Linked DNA regions of Gossypium arboreum: region 2 is linked to region 1. The links are chromatin contacts, called in public Hi-C maps. All regions are on one chromosome and are shown on one strand. Each heading gives the region's core, a stretch centred on a gene start, on an enhancer-like site or on the middle of the called end of the contact. The rest is flanking DNA. Distances are from core to core; before and after follow the strand shown.

Evidence for each region. Hi-C and Micro-C count contacts between places; a contact is called where the count stands out from the background.
Region 2: a contact with region 1 is called in a Hi-C map of leaf, with 5 times the contacts expected there. The contact joins the promoter of LOC108482162 here to the promoter of LOC108484165 in region 1. A contact is called at or near these places in 2 of 5 Hi-C or Micro-C datasets (both in leaf).

The regions. Positions count from the first base shown.
Region 1 is chr6:117,036,259-117,040,066 of ASM2569848v2, reverse strand. LOC108484165 (acyl carrier protein 1, chloroplastic-like) reads left to right here and starts at 2,083. Exons shown (of 4, transcript XM_053029221.1): 1 at 2,083-2,430; 2 at 2,618-2,734; 3 at 2,849-2,968; 4 at 3,115-3,524. The coding sequence starts at 2,329. The coding sequence ends at 3,240.
Region 2 is chr6:117,601,218-117,605,025 of ASM2569848v2, reverse strand. LOC108482162 reads right to left here and starts at 2,067. Exons shown (of 2, transcript XM_017785275.2): 1 at 827-2,067; 2 at 1-437. The coding sequence starts at 1,914. The coding sequence ends at 383.

The DNA.
Region 1 (3,808 bases), core at 834-3,333:
TTTAATAAAATAAAGGAAGGCAAACCAAAAGTAGCGTTAAGTGGTAGGGCTGTTGGGACCTTACTTTTATGTACTGTTATATAACAGTATAGATAATATTAATTATATAACAATCCTGGAACACAAGAGTTTTAAACCCAACTCTAGACATTTTATTAAACAACTCATTACATACTGTTTTTCTATTGGTACTATTATTTTTACAAATATAAAAAGCATTTATAAATATTAAATAATAAAATTGAATAAATTTCAAATATAAAATATTCATAAAAATAAAATTTTGATTAAAATGATAAAAATATATATATATATATATTAAAAATATTGGTAGCATAAATTTAAATATCACCTTATGTAAATTTTAAGATATCAAAAATTAAAAATAAAATACTCATTAATTAAAATATTATTTAATTAGCCTCACAAATACAATCATTAGACAACACATAATCTCAAAATAAACAAGTAAAAATCTATTTTATAAATTAAACAATAAAATTATTTTATTCTATGCATATTCAACAAGCCTAAAATAAATAATTTTAATTTTTAAAACCACACCATATTCCAATGGGTATGCACTGGTACCAATTGTAACAATCGAAATTTGTATCAAAATGGAACTCAAAATTTGATGTTCCGATTTATTAAAAATTTGATGTTCCGATTTATTATTCCGGCGGATATGAGTGACACCGGAACAATACCAACTATCATGATAATATTCATAAAAAAAAATTGTTTATATTGATTTCGCTTAATAAATTAATTTTAAAATGCTTTCCATTTATTCCATTTAATAAAGAAACATAAATTAATTTATAAATTTATTAGCGAAATGAATATAAACGACTGTTGAGGTGCAGAACTGTTGGTTTCTTTTTTTCCCTCTTACCCTGGAACAGAAGGTGGTGGTGGAATTGATTATCAAAATGCCCAAGAATGGGGGTGGGACCGCCTGCAATGACTGACGGACATGATGGGACCGCTCATAATCGCACGGCTATAATTTTTCAGTGAGGGGAGGAGGTTGGAACTTTTGCTGACAACTGGATGCCACGTGCCAGATCAATGAGGCTGCAAATAGAGGCACGTTGCCACGTGGGAACCCACGGAAAGGGACCATGATAGCTGGCCACCATTTACCTCACCCTTCCCTTCACCATAATAATATCACTTATTTGGGTTCTATTTTGAATTTCCATGGACGATGAAATTAATTTGTATGATTAAATGATAAAAATTAATATTTTTAAGTAAAATTTAAATTTTGAGTGTTGTATTTTAAAAAGGAAATAATGTTTTTTAATTTCAAATTCAGTCAAAGTTTAAGAACATTATTAAATATTTAAAATTAGATTATTAATTTTTAGATATAAAAATATGAGCATAATTAAAAATGACAATAGAACAAGAAAAGGTAAAAATTTGTCAAATACATCATCTTCCTTCCACAACTATCATGTTTTGCTTTATTATCGATTTTATTTTACGGTGGATGTATAATTTTAAAATTATCATTATTTTTATAAATATTAAATACATTTATTTTATTCACGCCTCATCTCACTTCAATTTTTTATTATTTAAATACATATGGTTTTTATGACATTTTATATATTTTATCATTCTAACAATTATATATAAGTAAAATAATAATTTTTATAATAAAATAAGATAAAATAAATAAACAATTATTAGAACCATTCGATAGACAGTTTTAACCCGCCACTAACAAACAACACCTTACACAAAATCCCCAACATAAGAGAGCAGAGCAGTGCAATGCAGCATATCAAATTTTCTATACATATAATATGGCTTTGATTATGGTTTTGAATTATGACAAGTTTCACCCAATAGAAACTGCCAGCCCACGGTCTCTCTGATTATAAACCGCAAACACATCAATTTTCTTATCTTATTAATATTTTGAAGTGTAAATGTAATAATATTTAACATTTGAATGCAAGCACTTGATAGGATAGGAGGTAACTGTTCTACTGTTACCATACCATGCATGCAGTGGTGAATTTCTGCAAATAGAAAATAACGGTCCAATTTGCATAGCATAAGCAAACACGGAACATCCATGGAAGTGACCGCCCCATTCTAAAAGTCATTAAAAAAAACCAAATCAAACATTGGAATCATCATCGGGTGTTCATGTAACTCCCCGGACACTTTCTGGCTTTGTCTACAACATTTTCTCTATTTATATATCTACAACTTTGAGTTTCTTCATCAATTTACTTCCTTTTCACTATTTGTAATACCCTATATATCTCGTTATTTTCAGCCTGCATTTTAGTCAATCCAATTCCAATGGCTGCTTTTGCTTCAATCTCCGCATCTTCATTGCCCGCCCCTGCTACAATTCCTTTTGCCAAAGGATCTATTTCTCAGCACAAAAGCTTCACCACCATTGTAAGCGATTTACCCCTTTTTGTAATAAAAAAAAAAAAAAAAACTACAATGTGAATAGAAAGGCAGATTGAACCGACCAATGAGGTCTCGGTTTAATGACAAAATAAAAACTTTGGGACTTTTCTACCTATGTAAATAATACTGGCTCATCATGTGTAGATCTCATCCAACCAAGTTTTTATTGCAGGGATGTCCAGTAGTATGTAATGGATTGAAACTTATTCCAAAGACTCAATTCTCCAAGGAGAGAAACAAATTTTCGACTCGATCTAGCTGCTTTAAGACACCAGTTTCATGCTCTCTTGTAAGAAACTTGTAGACCATGTCTTCGTTTCGGTTTTTTTTCTTATTACAATTGTCTTTAGTACATGAAATCGTCATTAAGCTCATTGTATTCTTACATATTGGATTCCACTAGGCTCAACCTGAGACATTGAAAACCGTCCAAAATACCATTGCCAAGCAATTGTCAATTGATGCGAGCACAGTGACTCCTGATACTAAATTTGCTGATCTAGGAGCTGATTCACTTGACACGGTGCGTTACACCTTTTACAAGACATATCACATTTGGGGTTTTTTTTTTTTTTTTTTTTTTTTTGTTAACCCTTTCAGTTTCTTACATCATGAGCATAATATCCTGGTTCATTCCTTATGTTTTGTTTGATGTCAAATTCATTTCAGGTGGAGATAATGATGGCGTTGGAGGAACAATTTGGAGTTTCAGTCGGAGAAGGCGGAGCTGAGAACATCGCAACTGTCCAAGATGCCGCAGACTTGATTGAGAAAGTGAAAGCTGCTGCTGCATAGGCCACTTACAAGAATACCAGAACTTCTTTTATTTTAGTTCTATAAATGCCACCAAAGATAAAATCATAAATTACAGTAATCGATTTTCCTTTTCTTTCCTACAAGGTGTGGCACTATTTTTCTTTCCTTTTGCTTAACCAAGAGGGCAATTTTTGTAACAGGGTGGGTCTTAAATTGTAGCCTGTCACTTGTCTCTTTGTTCTTATTCTGTTTCATGCAAAAGCAAGAACGAAAACAATAAAGTCAATGAATAAATGCATGAATCAACTTGAGCTTTGTTTTCAGATATGCAACTTACAGCTTCTTCCGGTGAGAATCCGGTTAAAATATGGCTGAAAAATGAAACTTACAACTAATATAAGGAGATCATTATCTAAGCAACAAAGATAAGACTTTGGTAACCCCCATTTGCAGGGTGTATTGTTCCGTCTCTTTTCAAAACAAGAAAACATGTAATAAGAAAGTTTATTGAGCCTATCCTAAAATGTTTGGCAGGTTTTGCAACCAAGCTAGGGCTGTAATTGATGGCTAATGCAATGACACTCTCAAGAGGAATACCATCATCTGA
Region 2 (3,808 bases), core at 818-3,317, 560 kb before region 1:
TTACATATAATATCATTTATAAATAACCAAATAATAATTTTCCATAGGGAAATCGCATGCAGGTGAGCTGGAAAACTAGAAGAAGAGAAGATGAGAAAAATACAAAGAAAATTGTTGGTGTTGGAAAATTTAGTGCAAAAAGCAAACTCCTCTCTTGATACTTGATACCGACATTTTATGTTATTTTCTTCAATGGCTTTGCCACTTGCTACCTTTTCTAATTTTTTTTTCTTTTTTAGATTGAGATATCTCTAAAAGTACTAGAGGTAAAAAGAAAAAAGAAAAATAAAAAAGTATGGGAGAAAGGGACTTAATCAAAATAAAAAACAAAAGGGAGGTGAGATGCTATTGCTTAATTAAAAACGTAAACAATCCTTGTGAATTAAGCCAGCCAATGCCAATCCCCATCAATTCCTTCAATTTCTCCAATATTCATGCTGTGAATCACAACAATACATATCAATAAAACAAAATTTAAAAAAAAATCTCAAGGACTGATCTATTTCACTCAATTTCTTAAGAAAAGCCCATGCGTTAAGCTTTAATGGGCCTTTTTGGGCTCTTACAGCCAGAAGCTTTTGTAAGCATGAAGGCACGGCATCCATTGGGTGCAACTTTATTATGTTTTACAGAAAACGAGGCAAATTTGACTCTTTTCTTGGTAAGAATCAGGTAAATTACTGCATTTTACCAAATTTTGACCCTCAATTAGATCCAATTTGAGAGAGTTTCTAAATTTCCAATGTATGAATGAGCATAGTGAAAAAATCGTAATTTATACGTTCTGAAACACTTGTTTTATGTTTTTGAAAATCTGGGTACTTACCAAGGTAAGGCAGAATCAGAATCCTGGAAGTAAGAATCTGGGAAAAGATTATTGAAATGGTGGTGCTGCAAGCCACAGTCATTTGCATTCAACCAGGCAGGGAGTTCCATGACTTGATCAAATGGTTGGTGGTACCCATCATCCTCACCTTTCACTTCATTCCCATCTTCCATACTCTTCAAGAACTTGAACCACCATGCTGATGTTACCAAATTCACAGTGTCGTTCCACTCCATTTGATGCTGCTCTCCTAATGATCTCATCTCCGCCATTCCCTCATCGTCCATAGCTTGATGCAGGCCTCCCCCACCGTAGGATGCTGTTGAATTGGCCATAGTCCCAGGCCCCACTTCATGTGACACTGCAACTGAAGGCACATCTTCAGTTGCAACTGATAGAGTTGGGGAAGATGAGGATGATGAAGATGAGTAGATTGATGGGTTATTACTGTTATGGTAAAGGTTGGAGTCTATGTTGAAATCGTGAAAGTTAAGGTTTAGACCTAGGGTTTGGTCTGGTAGGTTCAAAGTGTGTGCAGTGGATGTAAAAGGACTTGGAGAAGAAGGAGGCCAACTATAGGAATGGGAAAAATAGTCTAAATTATAGGTAGACAAGTTGTTTGTTTTTGGTTCTTGCTCAAAAGGTTGTGGGAATGAAGGAGAAGGCTGAAGCGACCGTGATGATTGCTCTTCTTGTTGCTGTTCATTGGCTTGTTTCATGGCAGCTCTGTGGAACTTGAGTGCAGTGACAATTTCTCTCCTAGCTTCAGCCATGTTAAGCATCCTTTGTTGGTAAGGCCTGCGGGTATGAAATCTCCTCCGAACCTGTTTCTTTAGTTGTTTAGGTGGTGGGTTTGGTTCCACCTGGCTCTGTGTCTGTGGTGTAGCACTAAAACCCTCACCAAATTTGCTCAAAATTTGGCCATTAACGCAATCAGGGTCTTTGGCACTTCTGGAAGTGGTGAGTTGTTTAACCAGGCTACGAATGTAAGCACCAGAGAGCTGAGGAGTCTCATCTTTGTGACTGTTTCTAATTCTATCAATTTCCATTCCTTCTTTTGCTTCTTGCTTGGAACATCGACCCTTCATATCTAACTTTTATTTTTTTTTCCAACTTAGTACCGTAGAAAGAGAAAGGTGGTTTGAAAGATCATGGGGGTGTTATTTTTTCCTCAAAAAATCTAAAAGGCAATGTACAGAAATGCAGAGAGAGGTGCAGGAGACTGAAGTTTCACAAAGGAAGGGGGTGTTATAAATACAAGCTGACCTAGGGTTTGTAAATTGTTTTGGATTTTTCCTTGTTTTGGCAATCAACACTTGTTACCCTTTATTTACATGTTTGTTTTAGGCTTACTACTTTCCTTTACTAAACTGCCCTCCTCTTTCAACTACATTTACATTTCATTCATGCCTGGGAAGATCAATCCCGCAGTCCCACTTAATAATACACTGGGGTTTCATATGCTTTTATCTTACTTGCATGTGTCTAAAAAAAGACAAAAGAAACAGAAATGCGATGATGAAGCTTAAATATATTTTATTACATAGAAGGATTTGGTTGCTGTTGATCCTCATTATGTCAAAGGGGACAGCTTCTGAATTACTAGGCAGGATTCAGCAAATGGTCTCTTCTTCTCTTGGGTAAATTGGATTGATATTTTAGCATGTAATTTTTTCATTTTAACCGGTGATATATGTATGTGAGGGAATTTTAGGGCAAAAGCAAGGGTTATTCTGGTATCTTGTCTGAAAGTACGATGGGACCAGGCTATGCCTGTGAAGAACCTACACTTCCAAAAGTCTTAATACTACAACTACAAGAGATGACTGACAAAGGAATCTCCATTACTGTTGTAATGTAGCCTTTTTTTATATTTTGGAAAAATAGGAGAAAATTTCCAATATTTTGCTGTTTAAAAACAAAGAGATGGACAAGATTTTTAGACCCTTTCTGAAGACGTTGTTCAGAAAGTTAAAAGACAAGAATTTTCCATACCATCGTCTTCATCATCAATACTTTTACTCCAATTGCAGGTGGCTAGCAGCGTCTAAGATATGGCTTCTGTGGTTTTTATTCAACCCTTTCTGGCGCCAATAATAGTGAAAATAAAACATGGAGTAAGAGACATTGTTACTGCTGTCAATAATAGATATTATGTTTATTTTATATTTGTGTAGAATTTACACATGATTTTTGTAATAAATACCTCGTCACCTTTACTTCGTCTGGTCCCAACATCGTTTATGCAAAACAACTATGTCCCTCGTAGATGTATCCACGCTCGACACATTACATGTTTTTGGTCCACCTTGTGAAGGATATGTGTTTAGTTTCCTTTGCATGAAACACACGTGGGGTTTTATCTGCTCTATGTCAATTTCATTAATGTCTATTATACTCCCTAAGTAGCCAACCACAACAACACTAGCACAATCCACGTGTCTAGATCTAAGGCTAAAGAATGATCACCTTCGCCTATAAATACCTATTCTTAGTCTTGGTAGAGGTCTTCTTCTTCAATCATCCACCCTATGCTATATACTCTTTTATTATCCTCTTCCAACGGCTTTCAATACTTCTCCATTGTGTGAACTGCCATCCTTTCTTTTTACCTTTTTATAATCATCGACAATTGATGTGGTGAGTATGGACAATATGGTTCATCATGAGGGAACCATCCTTGGAAAACCCATTGTACCCTCCAATCCTACTACCTAGCTTGTTGGCCAAACATGCAATCCTCACTCAACACATCCTTAAAACCCCTATAATGACATTCATGAAAGCTAGTATCGTCCACAACCTAGGTATCCAACATTGCTCCTCCTTCACCAAACTTATGCCCGATGCCAACATCTAATGAACAAACATCATAAAAACTTAATTCCAACCCTAGCTCTTACTCCCAATAATTTCTAGAACTACAAGAATAAATAAGGGCTTTAAGAGACCAAAAAACACGACAATAGTTGAGGTATGAAC